Regions from separate parts of the Bactrocera dorsalis genome. Here region 1 is linked to region 2. Evidence: chromatin contacts called from public Hi-C data. All regions are on one chromosome and are shown on one strand. Each heading gives the region's core, a stretch centred on a gene start, on an enhancer-like site or on the middle of the called end of the contact. The rest is flanking DNA. Distances are from core to core; before and after follow the strand shown. Region 1 overlaps LOC105229959 (paired amphipathic helix protein Sin3a). Region 2 holds the start of LOC105229957 (hypothetical protein).

Evidence for each region. Hi-C and Micro-C count contacts between places; a contact is called where the count stands out from the background.
Region 1: a Hi-C map of whole body shows a contact between it and region 2, with 2.3 times the contacts expected there. The contact joins the enhancer-like site here to the promoter of LOC105229957 in region 2. A contact is called at or near these places in 2 of 2 Hi-C or Micro-C datasets (both in whole body).

What each region holds. Positions count from the first base shown.
Region 1 is chr3:79,763,324-79,767,847 of ASM2337382v1, reverse strand. LOC105229959 (paired amphipathic helix protein Sin3a) reads left to right here. Exons shown (of 14, transcript XM_011210478.4): 3 at 2,554-3,390; 4 at 3,485-4,524. The coding sequence starts at 2,901. Among protein-coding and RNA genes, the nearest start is that of LOC105229958, 4.3 kb to the left of the region's middle. Within about 2 kb of position 1,862, the one cell type or tissue checked has open chromatin away from gene starts, as enhancers often do.
Region 2 is chr3:79,719,125-79,723,737 of ASM2337382v1, reverse strand. LOC105229957 (hypothetical protein) reads right to left here and starts at 1,480. Exons shown (of 10, transcript XM_011210473.4): 1 at 404-1,480. The coding sequence starts at 611. It overlaps LOC105229956 (kelch domain-containing protein 10 homolog), which reads left to right and starts at 1,731. Exons shown (of 4, transcript XM_049452308.1): 1 at 1,731-2,027; 2 at 2,331-3,214; 3 at 3,460-4,020; 4 at 4,079-4,613. The coding sequence starts at 2,432. The coding sequence ends at 4,429.

The DNA.
Region 1 (4,524 bases), core at 613-3,112, 44 kb before region 2:
TTATGAAAATATTCAATAAAAGTGCGAAAAACGCAAATAATCTTTATTGACCTAAACCTCCTTAGGCTAACAAAAAACAAGAGCACAATAGAATTACATGTTAATGTCCATATTCAGTGTTATATGTATGTACATATATTCACTCGACATAGCTTTCTTACAACTTATTATAGGTATACTATGTAACTTTATAATTAATTGTAGCTACGAATGCAAATTATATTATACTTACATATCGAAGATAAGATACCCGCAAAAATGGAGGGAAACCCTATGCATGCCCACTCTATCCCGCCTCAAGAGATACGACTAGTGGCCATTTTCAGTTCATGTAGGTACTGCTATATGAGGAGCTCTTGTTTGGATGTGCAGTGTATATATCTAGTATGCTTCACCCAGTATAGTACAATGACGCGGTATTCGCGGGCGCATACCTCATATTTGTATGCAGCTTCACCACCCCATTCGCCACCAATTTCCTTTCTTCTCCAAGCAAGTCTTGAAATCGCATTCAAATATTCCACTTTGACTACCGTCGGTAGTCAGCCAGTCAGACAGCCACCGTTGTCGTCGTCGTCGTCACTGCTGCTGACCCATTCAAAACAATAACAAAAACAAGGTACTCAAACTACTTGCACACAAGCAATCTCATTTTCAAGGATTGTGTCATTTTATTTCTCTTTTACACTCATTCGATGATGATGTCAAAACTAGTATCGCTCACTGAAGTTGTTTCACTTTAACAAACGTGTTTGTTGCGTTTGTATGGCTCGGTTCGTCGCTTTCTCTTGTTATATACGAGCGCATAATCAGCAAAAGCGACGAAGTGTTTGTATTTTCCTTATCTTTGCTAGTACAGTTTACAATAATAAAATATTCGAATACTCAGACAATGTTTAATCGATTAAAAGTTTGATTTTATTTTTCAAAAATTATTTAATGCTTGTGATGCACTTTTAATAGTTTTTCCTGAGTATGCAAATATATGAATTGACGTGTTTACTTCTCACCATGCTATTTGGGCACATCTTTCTTACCAATTGTACAAACGAAAATTTCGCCAGCGATGCAATGTACAATATACATATGTACATATGCATACATATATTGATACAGGCATCAATGTAAATAAAAATTGACATGCCATGCCTGCTATATAATAAAAAATATTACCGGGCCGCAAATATTATAATTTGAATAAATAATCAAACTAATCGAAGTGAAACATGCATATAAATCATCTTTGATAGAAGTGAAGAAAATTGTTAAACATTACAAAAGTTTAATGTCTAGTTGTTGTTTTTTTTACAATGACTAGGATACAATTTTGATATCAAGAATCAAAGAGAAGAACGTTCTGACACTGAAATATGTATTTGTACATATTATTGAAAATTTGTGTCTGGTTGCCTTCGATTTTTCTAAAGAGATAGGGGGATATAAATTTCACATGCTATTTTGTTTGTATATAATTTTGAAAATCAGTCAAAATAATGTTGGTTATGAACCATGTTATATGGAATTTGGGTTCTCATGCCAATATTGCGATTGACTGAACTCCAAAATCATTTAAATACATTTCAATTCTGGATTTTCCAAACTATATATTGTAAATGTGTATAAATATTAATATATGTAAATAAAAACGTTTACTATCTCATATTATTGCACGTCACACAAATTCGTATATTTATATACATTTATATATACATATATATATATATTTGATTTTTGTTTGTTTTAAATGCTTTTGTCATATGCACATACCTATATTAATCGCAAGCAAGTGCACGCATACGAGCAGGTCAGACTGATGACGATGGATTTGGGCGAACGATATTATTGGTGAACAAGGTGAAGTTTGTGTGTGTGGGGAATGGGGCTTGGTATTTTCTCGTTGAGCTCCAATGGTTTGCTATTTTGCCTACCTTTTTTTCTACTCCCTCCATAGTGTCGCTCTTTACGAGTACATTTTGTATTATATGTATGCATATGTGTGCATATGTAACGTAGTGTGCATTTTGAACTATTTTGTGCCAACTTGGAGAGTGGTTGATTTTCTTTTATATAGAATTGCAATGTATACCTACAAATATGCAAATATTATCAAAATTAAAAAAGATATTTCTAGTGTTATGAAATATTTTTCATTGCTAAAAATTTGAAAATAAATTTGAACTTGCGATATGCTGTAAAACTATATAAATATTTTCCTGTAGGCTATTTCATCCAAATTTCCTCGTGGACTCTAGTTTATATACGGATAAGTAATGTCGATTCGGCAACAAATCTCAAAATGATTTCTGTCGCTTAAGCAACAACACCACAGTATTTTCTTCTATTTCAAATACGATTTTTAGAATAATAATACGCAGTTAATGTGAGTTAATGAAACTAATGGTAAAAATGTGTATGGGGTAAACCAAGTTCCATGGAAATGACAAATTTTCTTCATTTCTACCTTTGTATTAATATGTATACATAAATTTTAACTTATTTTAATTATATATTCATTGTAAAACTAATAAAAAGTTATTTCTGTTTGCTTTACAGATTTAGGATTTAGAAAGCTGCAGATAGATTTTAAAATTGCCTTCTGTGAGTTGACGGCCGCTCACAGCGCAATGAAAAGGCAACAGAGTCATCGGATGCCAATAGAATCAAAGCCGCACCAAACATATAAATATCGTTTAAATAATAAAAAACCCGTATTCATTTCCATTGGGTTTGATGAGAAAGCAAAGTATTATTGGAATTAATAATTAAAAAAGTAAAAACGTCGGTAGTTTTCGACAGAAATCATCATCTCAAGTGATATCTCAAAAGTTGACAGCAATTGAAATAATACATTAAGAGCGTTCAGACTACAATAAAAATTAAGTGCAGCAATTGCAACCAAAATGATGAAACGTACGCGTGTGGATGAAGTCCAATACGGCACGCGCCCTGGTCCTGGAGGTGTGGGTGGTAGTGGCGGTGGAGGAAGTGGCGGGACCATAGTGGGGACCTCTAATCCCGGTAATACAGTTAATATCGGCACTGTTGTTCCCGGTAGTCATGGTAATACTAGTTTAAGTGTCGGTTTGTCTGGAAGTAATGCAACTGGTTCAATCCCACATCATCGCATTTTAATACCGCCACATGGTGGAGCGCAGACAATTGCTTATTTGCCATCAACAACACCAGCAGCGACAAACATGAAAGGTTCTGGTGGAATGGTAGAAAGTAGTACCGGTAGCGGCAATTCCTCGAGTCATGATAATAGTGGAGGACCCAGTGGCAATGCTGCGCAGTTACCTGGGGGAACAGTTGTTACTTCAGGTGGCGGAGCCGCGGGAACTGTCAATGCAGGAACTGTCCACACACAAGCTGTGCAGTATTCTTCAACTTGTAAGTAGATTAAAAGTATAAATAAAATTGTGTATATTATTTTTAATTAGGTATTGAAAAAAGTGTGACTTATTTATTTATTTTATTTATTTAGCCTACAATGTTTCATCAGTATCTTCCAGTGTTGGTGGTAATATAAAAACAACTACAGATGGACCTGTGCAAATTCATGTAACCGGTGGTGGTTCAGGCAGTAATGTACAGAACTCTGCATCGCAGCCAAATTCTCTGCGAACACGTACAATCAGCTCTTCTCAAAATATTACTGTAGGCAGTGGAACTGCACTGAATGCACCACAACCTTTGGCAGTGGTACCACCGTTACCCACAACATCGGGCCAACAGCAAGGTCCTCCACAAGCTGGTCAGCCACAAGGTGGTCCTCCACGACTTAAAGTGGAGGATGCACTTAATTACTTGGATCAAGTAAAGTTCCAATATGCTGATCAGCCACAAATTTATAACAACTTCTTGGATATAATGAAAGAATTCAAATCCCACTGCATTGATACACCTGGTGTAATTCAACGGGTGTCAACTCTTTTTAAAGGGCACCCAGAACTGATTTACGGCTTTAATATGTTCCTGCCAGCCGGTTACAAAATCGAAATACATTCAGATGAATTAGGTGTTTCAGTACCCGTTGTATCAATGCCATCAGCGTCGCCAAACAGCTTGCACGGTAGTATGTCTAATATACCAGGAAGTGTTGGCAATATCCAAACACCACTAATACTTAAATCAAATCAGAGTAATTCAAGTAATACTACGAGTACTATAGAACTCCAACAAATACATGGTACCAGCAGCAGTAACGCAAGTGTGGCTGTCAATCTGATGACACACGGTGGCGCATCGTTGTCCCAAACAACAATACATGCACTACAGTCACCGGCTTCACAATCTTCGCCAAGTGGACCGGGAATGACTCAACAACATGCTCAAGTTTCTGTATCGCCTGCGCCATCGTCCGTTGCCCAAATTCAGAGTGTGACAGTGGCACCAGTTGCGGCGGCACATTTACCACAAAATTTTTCACGAGATCGAGAGCGTCCTCCTATAGCTCCGGCCATAGTCACTAGTAGTATAGGTGGCGGTCCACCCACACTTAATGCGCTTGGGGAATTAAATCCA
Region 2 (4,613 bases), core at 231-2,730:
AAGTGTGGTATCTATTATATGAGTACACATATGTAACTGAAAACTGATACCTCTCTGAAATTTCATAAAACTGGTTTTAATGAATTGAAGAAATAGCAGGTTCCTAGTATATGTTTTGGAATATGAACACGTGTAGATACATTTATTGTCTTCGATAACCAAAAAAACCCAGCAACGCCGGTTGGCATAAAGTTATAATGCACATTTGCACAAAAGCGAGGATAATCAAGAGAAACATAACAAATGAAAAAGTTTATCCACAATTCAACTAGAGTTTAGTATGCTACACATTTCTTTATACACTGACTCCAAATTATGACTTGCAAACTCGTCGTACAAATATTTCTAGCTTAAAGACAGATTTATTTCAATAAATATTATTAGGTATATTGAGCGTACTTACCGCCTGTTAGCACTACTTTATAAACACGTTTTTTGGAGGCACCATTTGTTTTGGCCAGCTTCAAGCCAGCTCGTGGATTTAACTTTGGCGATGTCTTTTCGGGTTGTTGTTTTTGTTCTTCCATTTTCTTTTCAATGTCCTGTTGTTTGGACTGTTCCTTTGTTTGTTTGCCATTGTCATTTCCCGTTGTTTCGTCCTTGCACTCCATTTTGACCAACTTACAGAAGATTGCCTCACTCAATAATTCTCGTTGCACTTCTACTTGTTTTTCACAGCTGATTAATTTACCCCGTCTGATATATGTAATACGCGTATAGGCAGAGCGCAGATATAGATTTGTTGATTGACGCTTACAAATTCCGAGCTATGTTGGTGTTCTTTATACGATATTTCCTTTGGCGTATATTATGTCTTGTCAATTTTCTTAAACTGGATTTTCTTGCCGTCAAAAGATTTTTTTTTATTTATAATCGAAACCGTTTACTTTGGCAAAGGTGTTGTTGTGTCAATTCTGAGTTGAACTTGATGAATTCTAGCATTGAACTGTGTGCTGTGGGGATTTTTCCGCTTCCGCCAAAGTGAAAAACTGAAATATCAGTTCACACGCGGGGTACGTTCGCCTTCAATGTAATGCAACGACCAGATATGGGCCGAATATCAGAGTTTACGTCTATCCTGTTTGTGTTTGAACATCTTCGGAAAGTTTACACGGTATTTGCGTAATAAAAAAATTGTTTAATTTCACATTCGCAGACACATGGAAAGACCGAAAGATTTATTCACGGTTAATCACGAAATGTAAATTTGCTGGAGCCAAATCACTAAAATGACTGAGAGAACATGGTCGAAAAGCTCCCCTTTTTATGTAATTCGATGCAAAGATGCCAGATGGTAACAACCGCGAAATTGTCAAGAATACGACAAAATATTTGTGCCAACAAGAAACCAGCAAAGAAATAAATTAAGAATTTAACTTTATATTGTTTGCCCATTAAAATTACAAAAATTATATTAATTTTTTAAATTATTAACGATAGAATATCAAAGATGTGCCAAAATTATGCGAAACGAAACACTGTGTTATCGGATCAATAGAAAATGTTTATGTACGAAATGTAGATTACTAAATATTTTGTGAATCTATGCTATCTTATAGATTTGTGTGTTTCAATTATTTACTAATATGTAAAATTCCAAAGTTTTGTGTAAAGTACGGGCAAAAGAAATATTTCCATCTGATAAAGAGTTTACAACTAATTTATGTGTCACCCGTTGTTTCATTACAGAATTACTTACGATGAACATCAAGTAGGTTATTCGCAATTGTTCGAAATTGTCATTTGGTGTGAGGAATTTGAAAGTGTGTGACGTGTAAACACAAAATTAAATACTAACGAGGTGAAACAAACTATATGCGAAAGTTAAACGCTGAAATTAAATGTATTTTATAAAATATTATCTAAGTCAAGCAAAAATTCTGTGCAAAAGTAATAAAAGCAGCGTAGATTTCAAACTGCGTAATCAAAATGATATGGAGTGTATACAAAGTGTCGTTTGAATTTCATTTGACAGCTGTTGCGAATGATTGTATGGGGAGCAGTGGACGCTAATTGTCAGCTGATTGGTGAGGTAGCAATGTTGTTGCACTCTTGCATAAATCCCAAAAAAATATTGAACGTAGAATCAAACGTGTAAAAATTAACATATATTTAAGAAAAAATCAAGTGCCTAACAAGGTCATTAAAGACAATTGAAAATTTTGAGCCGATTAAACACTGTAAATTTGACAAATTAAATATAGTATCTTCCGATAGAAATTGTGTTTTGATAGCAACATTGTTTCGACCTTCACCACCAGCTGTGCGCGGCAACAAACCAAAATCCAATTGTTGAAAATTCAATGTGGTTTCACCATTAATTGTTCAAGTGCACTTCTAAACTATAATATTGTAATTGTGATGGAAAACCTGTGTATGTGAAATTTAAGTAATAAAAAAATTAAAAAAAAAATCAAACTTCGGAACTGTAATGAGAATAAGAAGATTTGCTGCGCTAGCTTTGTTAAATTTATTGAATAATTTGCTACACGTCTGGAATTTGATAGCTGTCCTTGAAAGGAATTTTATTTCTATATTACGGAGCATACATTTTTCAACACTCTTTTTCGTTGCAATGGACGGCGAAGGTGGCGAACAACGTGATCATATGGAACACGTACCAGGAGAACCTATGGATGAAGATGATGAGGAACCCGTGATGGGTTTGGGATATGATGTTGATGACGAAGACGACGAAGATGTTGACGAAGAGAATGACGATGATGATGCGTCGGACATGTCTAGCGACACAGATTCCGACTATTTTGTTGAAATGGATAGCGACGACGCATCTGATAATTATATACCTGGTTATGGTGGTGATTCTTCAACCAATTCGGAAAGCGAAAGTGAAGTGGGCAGCAGTACATTTTCTAATCAAAGAATTCGCATGCCTAATAAACCCATATATACTTTTAAACCTCAACGTCTAATGAAGTGTAATTATAAAAAACATTGTGCACCAAGAGATTATCCCTTCGCGCGAAGTGGTCATCGTGTAGTCGCTTCCGAATCGCATCTCTATACATTAGGTGGTTACAATCCAAGCAATAGCAATGCGGCCATACATGGTAGCGGCATGCTTTTTCAAGAGCTATGGCGTTTTAATTTGGCAACTAAACGTTGGGTGCTATTGCACAATCCTTCAACGAATCGAAATATGCCAGGAGAGTTGGCATCAAATGCGCTTATCATTAGTAATAATTTATTAATCGTAAGTAAATATTAGACAAGGTTAAGAACTAAAATTATCTCTATCAGATATCACGTTTATAGATATGTACATATATATAAACATGTCTGAAATATATAAAACCTTACGCACACAGAATTATTTGCATGCAATCGCAACACTCACTTACATACATTTAATTTTTAAAATTATTTTATAACAATAATTGTATTCATATTACATTCTAATATTTTATAATAATATTTCTATTCTATATTTTTCTTAAGTCTTACGGTGGGACTGGATATCCCTTCGGCGAATCTTGCTCAAATGACTGCTATATTTATCAAACACAAGTTGATAAACCCAGTGTTATGCGTATTGAGGCAACTGGTGATGCGCCAACACCACAGTATGGTCCGGGTATTGTCTTACACGAACATTATTTATATACAATCGGTGGAACAACTGGCTATGATTACTCTTGTGATGTGCATCGTTTAAATTTGCGCACACGTGTGTGGGAATGCGTTTATATATGCCGACCATATATTCGCGAAGATCCGGAGGGCCGTTACCGACATGAAGTGGTTTACGATGGTCAGTACATCTATGTGCTCGGGGGTGGTACTTCGAATTTAGTATACGATTTGGAACGGATTCCTGCATTTAATTTGAAAACGAATCGTTGGGAATATTTTGACACCCTACCCGATAGATCATCCCAACCGAATCAACAAAGTTCACGGCCGGCTTCTGGGTACCCAAAACCAAGAAAGTGCTTTTCCTGCGTCCAGCATACCACATCTAATGGCGATGTCGAAGCTTTCATAACAGGTGGCTTACAGGTAAGAAGTTAAAGTATATACATTTTTTATACTTTCTGATTATTTTCAATTTTTGCAGTCTGATCAAGTATATTTTGCTGATATATGGAAATTAAATTTTACAACTAAACAATGGACATTAATACAAACAGCGGCGCTACCAAAACCATTGTACTTCCATGCAGCAGCTCATAGCCAAAACGGTTGTATGTACATATTCGGCGGTATTGAATATGATATTAAGCGTATACGTCGATGCAATGATCTCTACAAAATGTGGATGACCATACCAAAGTTAAGCGAAATTTGCTGGGAGGCTGTGTTGCATTATAGGCCAAATCTTAAAGCGTATGGTCACACACAGCTACTCAAAATGGGTATACCACTACGTTTCGCTCATCGTTTGTGGTATTCTACCAAAACCAAATGATTATCAAAGAATTGAATGGAACTAATAAAACGCGACGTTTAATTAACAGTGATAATAACTATTATTTTTTACTCCATAGGAACATTTGGCCATTAACGCATTAGTATTGAATAAACAATTAACAGTAGTGGTGAAACAAGCAAAGAAAACACTATATAAACAAAACAATTATATTTATAAATGG